2 separate regions of the Gossypium hirsutum genome follow, and region 2 is linked to region 1. The links are chromatin contacts, called in public Hi-C maps. All regions are on one chromosome and are shown on one strand. The core of a region is the stretch at or near the end of the contact, and the rest is flanking DNA. Distances in the headings are between cores, read along the strand shown. Region 1 holds the start of LOC107918031. Region 2 holds the start of LOC107918064.

Evidence for each region. A called contact is a pair of places that touch in the nucleus more often than the background predicts.
Region 2: a Hi-C map of leaf shows a contact between it and region 1, with 2.1 times the contacts expected there. The contact joins the promoter of LOC107918064 here to the promoter of LOC107918031 in region 1. A contact is called at or near these places in 4 of 34 Hi-C or Micro-C datasets (leaf and petal).

Annotation. Positions count from the first base shown.
Region 1 is chrA01:26,390,095-26,396,243 of Gossypium_hirsutum_v2.1, reverse strand. LOC107918031 reads right to left here and starts at 4,161. Exons shown (of 3, transcript XM_016847524.2): 1 at 3,822-4,161; 2 at 3,421-3,735; 3 at 2,384-3,200. The coding sequence starts at 3,926. The coding sequence ends at 2,454.
Region 2 is chrA01:26,712,672-26,719,645 of Gossypium_hirsutum_v2.1, reverse strand. LOC107918064 reads right to left here and starts at 2,243. Exons shown (of 7, transcript XM_016847567.2): 1 at 1,765-2,243; 2 at 1,432-1,489; 3 at 1,215-1,295; 4 at 1,075-1,110; 5 at 637-876; 6 at 406-547. The coding sequence starts at 1,952. LOC107916582 reads left to right here and starts at 3,306. Exons shown (of 6, transcript XR_005922368.1): 1 at 3,306-3,599; 2 at 4,192-4,254; 3 at 4,337-4,698; 4 at 4,800-4,924.

The sequences.
Region 1 (6,149 bases), core at 2,912-5,411:
ACTTCCATATACACTTTCATATAGGTTAAACATAATAGCATATCTTAATTAAAATATACATATATAGATTTACTCTTGGAATTAGAACTTTCAAAATTAAATGCTAAGATCCACCACAACTGTGTCAAATACAAGTATGGTAAAATTTTTCTAAGATACTCTCTCTCTCTCTATATATAAAGGATCATTGCAGGCCATCTCTCCATATCAAAGTGTTGAACACAAGTGTTGGACACATAATTAAAAAAAAAAGAATAGAAAATAAGAGCGACATAAGCTAGACTTGTACCATGGGTAGAGCTCAGCTAGAATGAAGGGAATTGAACAAGGCTAGCGAGTTTGGTTGCTTTCTAAGGCTTAGTGTGTGAATGCTGTTGGAGTACCAAAAGCACTTATTGGCAGCAGAAGCATTGCCAAACACTTGGCTTTTGCAACCCAATTTGAGAAGCTGAGATTTGGTCCTTCAACTTTTAGCTTGTAGTTTTGAAGTGAAAAAGCCCTAAACATGTTTATTTATTCTTTCATCTACCTCATGTCACTTTCCTCTTTTCACAATAATGTTTTGGTTTAGGGAAACAAAAATTATTTGCCCTATAATTTCTTCATTCAAGAATACACATCAGAGATGCTTCAAGAATCCAATGCACGAGGATTCTTCTATTTCTTCATCCAAGGTATGAGTTTACTTCAATGTCAATGTTGACCTAGAAATTCTTTAAACCCTTTAAGTATTCTTTTTTTGCAAATTAATATGACCTAGAAATTTGCTGATGAAAGACGAACCATATAAGTACTCATTGAAAACTGTCAATGTTGGTGTTTTTGGTGGGTGCAGGGTGTTTGTTGCTCGGTGTTAGCATTGTTTACTTGGTTCTTTCATTTTGAGCGCAGTTAACTCTTTTGTTATATTATGTATTATAAATACTTCTATTGCTGTTGAAACAAATCGAAAGCCACAATGCTCAACTACTTGGGATCATGGCGGTGGTGCCAAGAGTTTGGACTAATTTCGCTCATCTCTTTATAAAATCTCTAAATTTTACAATACCAATGTTAAGTTTAATAAGCTGCGATTAAAAATAAGAAAAAAGAAGTGACAGAATTTTTTTTTGAACTAAGATCCCTAACTTCAGTCAAAAGTCAAAAAATTATCACATATTAATTAGACTAATGTGCCACGTCAACAATCCGTTAGTGAATTAATATAATTTTTAACTACAATGACTAATTCGAATAATTATTTTAATTAGAGTGACTAAATTAAAGAAAATATTTAAAATGTCCAAAATAAGACACTATTTTAAATGACCATATCAATACTTCGACGAGTAAAGTTTGCCTTTGAACACAACCATTTACACTGACACAAGATCAATGCTTTCAAATTTTGATCTGAAGATGAAGTATAAGCTTTTCATATTTAAAATAAAATTTTCAAATAATTTATATTAATTACTTAAAATTTTATATTTCATATATTATTATATTAAATTATTTGAACATCATTTTAAGTTAACTAATTCTTTTATTATCTAACATTATGTCTAAAATAAATATTTTTAACTTTCCACCGCAAATTTGTAGTTTTTGACGGTAATATCAAACACTTGAATTTAACAAACCACACTTTTTCACGCAACAATTTTCAAAGGTAACAACAATGTCAAACTGAGCCTAAGATTCGTTTACTGACTTGCTGCAAATTCCTGGTCTTTCCTATAGGTAGCAAGATGTCAGCTTTAAAATGACTGGGTCTTTCCTATAGGTAATAAGAAATCAGCTTTAAAATGTAGATACAATCACCATTCCAATGAGCGGAAAGATCTAAGCATACAAACCCGGATTAACATTCATTTGATCAAAATAAATAGTTGTTTAGATCCAGCAACATTTGCTAGGTTTCTACTCCCAGAACAATTACATGGAATAAGGAAGCAGTGGGAACAAGTTCATCCTATGAGTCGAAGAATGATTTCCAAAATGCATTAGTTTTAAATGAACGGTACTCATCAGGTATTAGAGACATGAAATATAAAAATCTCCAATACAAAACATGATTTGACTTAACTTTTACAAATACAAGGTAATCGAAAGAAAGAGCAGGAGAAGAATCTCAAAACAAACAGGTTGAAGGTCCATCTTTGCCTAAAATTAGAAGCATGGCCAGCCTATGATACAAGTTAACAAGAAACAGAGATCCTAACACTGCTGTTATCGTACAGTGAAGGATCTAAAGCAAATGCAAATGAGTGGAAGCTCTTTCATCACTCCCTTTTTTCCTTTTCTTTTTTTCTTTTTGTAAATATTATTTACAAATCCAATCCAAGGTGGGTTCGACATAAGTGACATGCATATGTTACACAAATCAACCGAAGATTCAACAGACAGATAATGGCGTATAGCATTGATCTGTAAATATCACCGAAAACAAAAACATCTTACAAGGTTTTCCACTACCATTTGACACCCAATGTCAGAGCCTCAGGAGGGACAAGAATGGATGGGAACTTTGTAAAAGAAATGTTTGACAATAAATTACTCCATGAGACTGTATCTACACTAACAAAAGGCCGGACCTTCTTTAACGTAAGGGGATTCAATTTGTCTCCTTCAACTCTTGTCATTACATCAAACCATAGTCTCTCAACAGTTGGCTTTGTCCTCCATTCAGCTAACATACTGCGAACACTCTCATTGTTCCCAATTTCCTTTTCCAACTCTAACTGGAAATGAACGATAGGTGATGCTTTAATTTTCACATTAAGAGAACCTAAAAACTGCTTTTCATTGTTTCTATCACCTATAAATGTCCTCAGGATTTTTTGTAACCTGGCTATCCTCAAACTTATAGAATCTATGGGGCAAGGTTGTTTCGTGTAACCATCACTGCCATAACACTTTTCAGGCAGCAGCTCAATAGTATCCTTGGATGGGAAATGAGTTTCAATGTGGGCATCAGGGTTCCGAGTTAGGAAGGCAGCAAGAGACACCGACCCTAAAACATGCACAGGAAGTAAGGACCTACAGAACGAATGCGAGAAGGGCAAATATCCACTACTCTTCTCCTTGACACCATTTTCATTTGCCGGTAAACCGAAATTAAAAGTATGGAAAAGATGGATCTCTTGAGCTCCATTTACTTGTAAAGTGATGCCATGACCAACAAGGACTCGTTTCAGATCAGTATGTGATGTGTTCAGCTGATGACCAAATACCCAAGCTTCAGACTACTACTATTGATAACTATTATTTGCAAAGGTCCAATTAAACACATAATTCAAATCAAACATTGATTAAGATAACTTTAAGCTATCTCTAAAGATTAACTAAGCCCCCCACCCCCCCCCAACAAAAAAAAAAACTCTCCTTTCTATGTAATTGATGAGGAATTAAAATAAAAGGGAAAAAAGAGAAGCATACCGGAAGGAGGAGGGAAGCTTGGTGACCGGGAGAGAGGCGTAACTCGAAGGGACCTTCCATTGTAAAAGGCTCGAGTACGGCCGAGGAATTAATTTCATTGACAAAATCAAGAAAATCGTCGCTATTTCGTCTGGTAAACTTTTTCAAGGAAGAAACTTCGTCGGGAAATTTGAAGAGCATATGAGTTTTTCCAAATCGGATCCGGAACTCGTATCTTTTGCCAGTCCCGAATCTAACCTTACTCAATTCCAGTTTTGAAAAATTAAGCCCTTCCGGTTCCCATTTCTGCTTCAAAGCAATCTTCTCAATTACATCCTGATCCGAAGGGGAAAAAACAAATTTAATGAGTATTAAGAAACTTTAATATCAATTATTTCTATTAATTTGATTTTTTTTCTTACCTGTAGGAGTTGAGGATTGTTTGATTGGAGAGGATTGAAAGCGAAGGATAAGATCTGAGAGAAAAGGAAGAAGAAGAGAAACGAGAAAACACGGCGGCTCATCATCGGTGATGGTTGCCTATGGTGCTGCTTTACCGGAGTTTAGGTTAGTGTGTACCGGATGGTAGACGATCAGATGAGTCACTCACTCACTCAACTCGCTCGCTTTGAACTACGTTTCCGTAACACGTTTCTGGGGTTGAAATTGAAATGACAGTTATGGGCTTGTGGGCCCAATCTGAGTACTAAGTTGGCGCTGATTTCATGGTCACGTACTCACGTTTAATGGGTGGTCTGAAATTGACCGCGTTTCCTATTTCTATTAAGAATTAGATATAAATAATAACTAGTTTTTTTTTAATGCATTATGAATTAGAATTACCACTTATTTGGGTTCAAAAAATAAAAGAATTTAGATAATATATGAAATTCAAAAAATAAATTTGAGAAAATTTTAAATTTTATTTTTTTATATGAGTCAAGCCTTAAACAATATATTTTTGCTGAAGACTAACTCGGCCCGAATATAAATTATGTTATAAAAATATTATATTAATTATATATGTTAAATAATAATTATATATATAATCATTAACCCAATAACAATTAAATCTATTACCTAAAATTTAAAAATATTTACCCAACTAAATAACTCAACCTAAAATATAAAATTTTAAAAATTTATTTAATACAATAAAATATTTATTATATTTATTTGTGTTTTTATAATAATAAAATATTTATTATATTTATTATATTGTTTTCTTATATAAATATTTTTAATGTATTTTTAATGTGTTAGAGAACTTTTATTTTAACATTTTTAGTGCATTAAATGTATTATATTTTTTCAAGAATTATTTTAAAATAAAAACAAATCTAAAAAACCAAATATGGACGGGTTAGGTTCGGTCTAGGTTTATCTTTCTTAACTTGAATTATGTTTGGGCAAAAATGTAAGCTTATTTTTTGGATTGGGCCCGAGCTTAAAAAATTAATCTAAATACTTTGCATGAACTCAATCCGAACTTGACCTATGAACGCCTCTAGCATAAATTAAGAATATGCATTTAATTAAATATATTATATTAATTTATTTAATTATGTTTTTAATAGTTTGCAATATTATAATTTGATAAGAATTTTGTAAATTTAAAGAATAATAATTTAGATAAAATGAAATTATTTTTTAAAGTAATAATTAATGTATTTAATTAGTAATCTAGAAAGCAATGAAATGTTAATTTAATTTAGGGACGAAGTTAGAAAATTTTTTGGGGGTCGAAATTAAATTTTATATTTTATGTTAATAAAAAAATGCAACTTTACAATTTTAATAGTTTATATCTTTATAATTATGAAAGGATTAAATCAAATTTTTATCATTTTTGAGGTCAAAATATAATTTTATCATTACTAATTTAAAATTTTATAAACTATAAAAGAACCTAATTAAAAAATTTTCTATAAAAGAACCTAATTAAAAATTTTTTTATTTTAAGGGTACCAAGGCTTTGCCACTGATTTGAAGCTAGTTTATGAATAATTGGATTCTAATTGGTGTGCTTGATTTTTCGAAATTAAGGTATTATTTATTTTATTTTACGATTTGTGGGAGATTATCCTTTTAAAATTTGTGACTATCTCTTTTAACAAAATTGTTTATAAAGTTCGAATTCGAATTCTCTCGTTAAAAAAGTATATTGTAGCTTTTTTAATTGCACCAAATACTTTTTTTTAAAGTAATTTTTTATTAAATAAATCTTTTAAATATTAATTTCCACCCAACAATTTGTAATCATTTATATAAATTATTTCATGTCTTTTTAATTTAATATTTAAAAATAAACATTTTATATTAATATAAATATTTTTTAGGAAACTAAAAACGAAATCCATTGAATAATGAATTTACATTATGCACGCGTGTCAACAGAGTATATTGTTTGTTACATTTTATAAATATTACCTTTTAATATTATATATACTAATTTTCTTATTCATGCAATGCACGAATTAATTATGTTTATAAAATTGTGAAATATAACATATTTATAATAATAATATAAATATAATTTATGCTTTTAATTATAAGGAAGAAAATTTAAAAGATAAAACTGCTATAATATGTGAATTTATCAAAATCTATATATGTATATATATTATAGGTAAATATGCAAAATTATTTATGAAATAGTTAGAAATTTAAAATATTTTAAAGCATATTATTTATATTAGGATTTAAAAACCCAATAAATGGAGAAAAAGGGTTTGAAGGGAATTAAAAAA
Region 2 (6,974 bases), core at 994-3,493, 330 kb before region 1:
AAGTTAAAACAGTCATCTGCATTAGCTAGGTTTATGTTGAAGATAAATACGCAACCTGTTTTATCATGCAAACATGGGTCTGGACCAGAAAATGTTTCTTTCAATTGTACAGCATAAACATGTGGTCCCTTTGATCTCTTTGTCCTCATTTAAGCATTTTGGTAAAGAAAAGACACTAAACTCCACTGCTGTCGGGACTTGTGTAAGGCAATCAAGAACTTAATGTTTCATAACGCTTGAAGATGAATGAATGACTACCCGTATTATATATAAGGCCCTGTCGTGCCATCTATTTTCTTTCAGTCTAAATATGTTTTACATCACCACTGAACCCCATTAAAAGCTTTTATCTGTGGTATGATCATGTACTAATAAGAGCAATTTCTCATAAGTTTAAAAACTAACCTACATGAGGCGAACCATTGAACTTCACAAGTTTTATATCACCTCCAAGTTGTTGTAATCTTTGAGCGAAATTGCAGATAATTTGATAAGGAGCAAGATCATCAGTTTCGGAGCATAATATGAGATACGGGGCCCCCATCCTCTGCAAAAGATTTGTAATTAGTGAACTAAATTGTTTTTCAAGAAAAAAGAAAACAATAAATTGAACAACGGTGTTTATTGTACACTTACAATTGAACCGTATAGAGTCTGCCAATACTCAGCACGATGGGACTCAAACCTGCTGAGGAAGAGAGCATCAAGACCAGAAGCAATGCCATTTGCTATCCATGATGCTATTCGTGGTGGATGAGACATTTGCAGAACTGTTGGGTGAACAACAAATCGGGCACCCAAGTCACTAGTAAAATCCATAGGACTAGAATCAAAAACATGGCCCGAAAAGCACTCCTTCAGCAGTTGGAGATCATCCTTCAATGGAAGTAAAACAATTCTCAGCAAATGCCATTATACCATCATTTGTTGATTTTTTTTGTCATATAGAAAAGATAAACAAGGATTTCCCGTATCGGTACCTAATAGCCCTAAAGAATAATTAAAAAACTGACTGCAATTGCATGATTTAAGAAGATAGTAAAAGGTTAGCATCTTAATAGAGGTATAACATACTGGATTTACTTGCACTTCACACAATCCCTCGATCATCTGCGACAAGCAAATATAAAGCTATATCAGCACAAGCAAACGGAAACAAGTATTAAACATATAAGGTAAAAAGCAATGGGTTTTCAAAGTTGTGAAAGAAATACCTGAAGAACCTTGTACATACAGGCCTTAGGGCCACCGGAAAAAGATGCAAAGACCACAGGGCATGGCCTAATCTTTAGCTCCTGCACAAAATCAAAAAGAGAAACCGAAAAATGGGGGAAATTTGAGAGAATTGATAAAAATACTCCTCTACCCATTCAGAGGGCCAGAATTAACACCTCTTGCAACACACAAAATTAAGATTTTTTTCAGTATTACCTGAACAAGTTCTTTAAGAAGATGAAGAGCTAAAGCAGCAGCCTTATCAGGGAAGAACCTGCACAGATTACAAAACATCAAAATCCCAGTTAGCCTTTAGCAGATTCACATAAAATCTCAGTTCAAAAGTATCAATCAAAGACATATGAGAATCTGCATAAATTCCAACCAATATCCCTCATTTCCATATTACCATAAGATTAAAAAAGAAAACCCAGTTTACAGCACGGGAAATCAAGTGCTACAGTAAGTCAAAAGCATCCACCAGCCAACAAAGAAATAAGATTAAATTGAAAGTAAATTCAAATCCAAATTTAGCTTAAAACCCCATACATGTTTAAGAATTCTGAATGGCAAACCAGAGAATCCCAACCCAAAGAAGCGTAAAGTTGAACATAGTTCTTCAAGTGCTTCTCTTGACTGGACATCCAAGCGAACACTACAACTATACCTCCTCCATTTTTCCTTCTTTCCACGCTTTCCTTTCTCCCCCAATAATATCTCCCCCCAAATCCCCACATTCTCTCTTCCTTCAACTCTTCCACTCGAATTACCAAGCAATAATTAAGCTTCTCTTCGTTCCACACAGCTCAAGAAATTAAAAAGAAAAAAAAAAGAAACTGCAGAGAATTTGATTCAATCTATGGAGCAAACTTGAAACAGATTAATAATGCAAGTCTGATTTTCTTTTCCCCTAGCGTTTTATAGGGAACTGTGAACGAAAAGTATGCCCGACTTCCTGCGATTGATTGTATCTTTCAAGTCTTGCAACCTAATCCTTGCCTCCTTGGAAATTTTACATGTGTTACCTTAATTTTCAGACAAAATATGTTATAATTTTTTTATAAAAGTTAGATAGTAATATTAAATGGATTAATTTAGTCAGTTTAGAAATTGTTGCAGGGATGGAATTAAATTGCATATCTTTACGATAGTAAAAATATAATTTTACTATGTTAATAATTTATATCTTTATAATTTTTTAAGATTTAAATTAAATTTTTATTATTTTTAAGAGTCAAAATATAATTTTACTATTATTAATTTAAAATTTTTATAAATTATAAAGGACCTAAATTGAAAAAATTTTCACTATAGGGGGACAGGCCCCTTCCAACCCCCTTTGCTCCGCCACTAAATTTAGTCTCTATATTATTAAAAAGAATTAAATAAATTCAAATTGTAATACTATTATAAAAATATATTGGAAAGTTAGTTGTTTGAATCGCAGTTTAATTCTAAACAAAATAATCCATTTACAAAACCGTAAAAACTTTAAAAATATTAACTCTGTTAAATATTAAATGATATTTTTTTAAAGGCTAAATTAGCTGATTGGGCTGTTTTTTTAATTAGGCCTTTAGGCCATTTTTAATTTTATTTAGGGAAATAGACAGTTTTAAGGAGAGAGAAACAGGAAGTCGCCTTTTACATAATTGGTAGGAAAGCGCGTCTAGTTAAGGCGCAATTTTTACTTTTTTAATATAATTAATTTCTTTAGTTGGATGGTTAAATGTTGGTGGTGTTGTTATTGAGTCTTAGGTTTGATTTATCTCCCAGTTAAATTTATAATTTTTATTTCATGTTATTCTAAGCTTCCTCTTTTTTTTTAATGAATGTTTTTAACATATTAGCTTTATTAGTTAAATGGATAAATAATAATGATTTTATCATTGAGACCTATGTTTAATTTCACTTTTCTAAACATATTTGTAATTTTTATTTTATATTGTTTCAAGTTTTTTTAATTAATAAATACATTGTTTTTAGTTTTTTTTTATTTTAATTCATCTTTTTATTTTTTTTGAAGGAATACTGGGTTGTATTTATTTATGCATAATTAAAAATATTATGATCTAAGAACCAAACATAGGCCATGCTCCAAACTAGGGTTAGGGCCTCTAGTAAACAAAGTTTAAAAAAAACAACGTTACCTAAAGTAAAACTGAAAAATATTGCCTAACATAAGGAAAAAAGAAAAACCCAGCCTTATGAGCTGTCAACTTCTAAATAGTTCTTTGAAAAATATCTGCATCCCAATCGACTAACTCTTGGAGAAACAAACAGTCATAGAGATCTAAAATTTTTTCTCCTACTCTCTCATTTGCTGGAGATGGTGTTGACTCAGTGATGGCCTTCATCTCCATCCCCTATCAATTTCTGAATCGGTGAGAACTTGAGTAACAAGCTCATGAACAAAGTATGCATTCACCCCCATTTTCACCCTTCAGATGCTAGGTTATGTGCTGCTCTATTTGCTGCTCTTTTTGCATGCTGGAATTTGCATCCATAAAAATTCGCCTTCTGCTCTTGAATATCATCAATATAAGGGCCGATTACCGATTTATCTTTTTTTTTGTTCATTTTTTTATAACTGTCAGAGAGTCGCCTTCGAAAATAACATATTTTATCCCCAATTCTTTTCCCACCATAACCGCCTGCAAACATGCTAAGGCTTCTGCTGCAAATCTTGAAGAAATCTTGTCATGGATGACCGATTTTGAAACCAATACATCACCTTTAAAGTTCTTGACTATTACCCTTGAACAAGATATATTTTTCCCCTTATCAAAAGGAGCATCGAAATTGATTTTGAGGAACCTGCTTTCCGGCGCCTTCCATGAATCTAAAACTGAGTATTTGGCATGGTGTTTTCTTTCCATATCTTGTAATTCCTGTAAATACTGTATTACAAACTGCGCTATTTCTGTTCTAGTTCTCTTATGTCCTCCGTGTACCCATTGATTCTTATTCGACCAGATAGCCCAAATGGCGCAGACAAAGATGTAGCATTCTTTCTCTTTACTGTGCAACAATACCCAGGTAAACCACTCCATATAGTCCATATGCGATAACTTGAGTGACCATACATAATTTAATTTTTTCCACATTTCCTTCGCAGCAGCACAGTCGCGAAAAATATGTTCCCTAGTTTCCAGCCCTTGCTTACATCTCGGGCAGATGGCGTTATTCGTTAATCTTTTGATTCTTAAATTCACTAGGGTAGGGAGGTAGTTGAGAGTGGCTCTCCAAACTGTAATACGTACCTTTGAGGGGAGATTACAGTTCCACAGTTTCTTGTAACATTTTGTAATTTCGGGCAAACTGTAACCATTACTATTGTAATCATTGCCTTGTAATAGTAGTTTGTAACCACTACGCACAGTATATTTACCCGATGCTTCACCCCTCCATATCAAAAGATCATTTTGTGAACGCTGGGCCAAAGGGATTTGCAGAATCTTTGGAACATCAACTTCCGAAAAGGTACTCCAAATCAACTCTGTTTTCCATGCTCTGATATTACTGTCAATAAGATCCGCAACCATTATGATGTTCTGCATTCTGTCCTTTTTGTTAATCAGTAGACCTGGCACATTTGGGACCTAAACATCTTCTTCTATACGAATGTCATGGCCATTCCCCACCCTCCAGCACAATCCCGATAGTAAGAGGCCCTTTGCTGCCCATATGCTTTTCCAGGTATAGGAAGGTAAATTACCTAAACCTGAATTTAAAAAATCAGTATTCGGATAATATTTAACTTTTAACGTTCTAGCCAAAAGGGAATTAGGATCGTCAATTAATTTCCAGCCTTGTTTTGCGAGAAGGGCCAAATTAAATTTTGCCAAATTGCGGAATCCGAGACCGCCACTCTTTTTTAACTCGCATAATTTGCTCCATAAACACCAGTGAATACCTCGTTTCCCATAACCTTTTTGCCACCAAAATTTTGCGATGATTTGTTCCATTTCTTCACATAATGATTTCGGCAAAAGAAATCATGCCATTGTGTACGTGGGGATTGCTTGTAAAACGGCTTTGATGAACACTTCTTTTCCGCCTTGCGATAATAATCTTGTACTCCAATTGTCTATCTTTAACTTTAGGCTATCCTTTAAATGTTGGAATACCAAACGCTCCTTCCTTCCCACCATATTCGGTAGGCTTAGGTATTTCTCAGAATTGTTTGCCCTTTTCAGTCCTAGACGATTCGATATGGTAGATCGAACATTTTCAATGGTATTTGAGCTAAAAAACACAGTTGACTTACTATAATTAATACATTTTCCAGAACAAATTTCGTATTCCTTGAGCACCTTTTCAAACGTTGCAATACCCTTGCCGGTCACTTCTCCAAATAAAACACAGTCATCAGCAAAAAAGAGATAGGAAATTTGAGGTCCCCTTCTACTTGCCTTAATCCCTTTCAATACTCCTTCCTCTGTTGCAAGCCTTAAAAGTGTTGACAGCCCTTCACTGCATAAAAGGAATAGAAAGGGACTTAAAGGGTCCCCTTGCCTTAGGCCTCTTCTTGGAGTAAAAACCATCCCTGGCATGCCATTTAAAACCACCGAATACGACACTGTGCTAATACAATGCATTATGCGCTCCACCCATCGCACATCAAAAGCCATTGTGATCATCATTTTTTTCCAAAAACTTCCATTCCACCCTATCATATGCTTTACTCATATTAATCTTAAGTGCCATAAGATCTTTTTTCCCCACCCTTTTATTTCTCATAATGTGAAGAATTTCGTAGGCGAGAAGTACGTTGTCAGAAATTAGTCTTCTCGGAACGAACGCACTTTGAGCAGAATCGATACAATGATCCGTAACTTTTTGAAGTCTATTTGCGATAGATTTTGATATGATTTTATAGAACACCGAGCATAGACTAATATGTATAAAATTGGTGGGATTTCTTGGGTGAGACGTTTTTGGAAGTAACACTATATTCGTATGATTCAGCAGTTGTAAAGATTTACCTTTATTAAGTACTTCCAAGCAGAAATTGCTGACTTCCCTCCCCACTATGTGCCAATATTTTTGAAAGAAAATTACTGGGAAACCGTCAGGTCTGGAGGCTTTTGTTGGCCCGATACTGTTGATTGCCTCGACAACTTCTTCCTCTTTGTATTTCTCTATTAGTAGTTGATTCATGTCCGCTCCAATACACCTTTTAACCCCCGAAAGAAGACGGTTTGTATCACCAACTCCACTTGATTGGAATAATCCCATGAAATAATCCCTTATGATGCTTTCCATATTCGTATCCTCTATTTTTAAATCTCCTTCCATGTTTTCCAGTCCCCAAATCTTGTTTATCCTATGTCTTTGAGATGTTTTGCTGTGGAAAAAAGCCGTATTTTTATCCCATTGACGCAACCAATTTGCTCTAGCCCTTTGTTCCCAATACAATTCCTCATTTTCCATCTCCCAATTTAATTCCAATTTTACAGTTATCATCTCAGCTAAATTATCATCATTCCTATTCATACCTTCTAATTTAGCCAATCTTTTCCGTAAAGCCTTCGATCTTTTATCACGCTCTCCTTTGATAGTCTTCCCCCATCTTTGAAGATTAACTCGAAGATAATCTAATTTTTCCAGCGCATCTCCTGACTTTTTAGTCCACAATTTCTTGATGGCATCTTCACAAGACGGTTCCAGTATCCACCAAGATTCGAATTTAAACCTCTTCTTTCCAGCTGGATATTCATTAAGCTCTGTTTGTATAAAAAGTGGACAATGGTCAG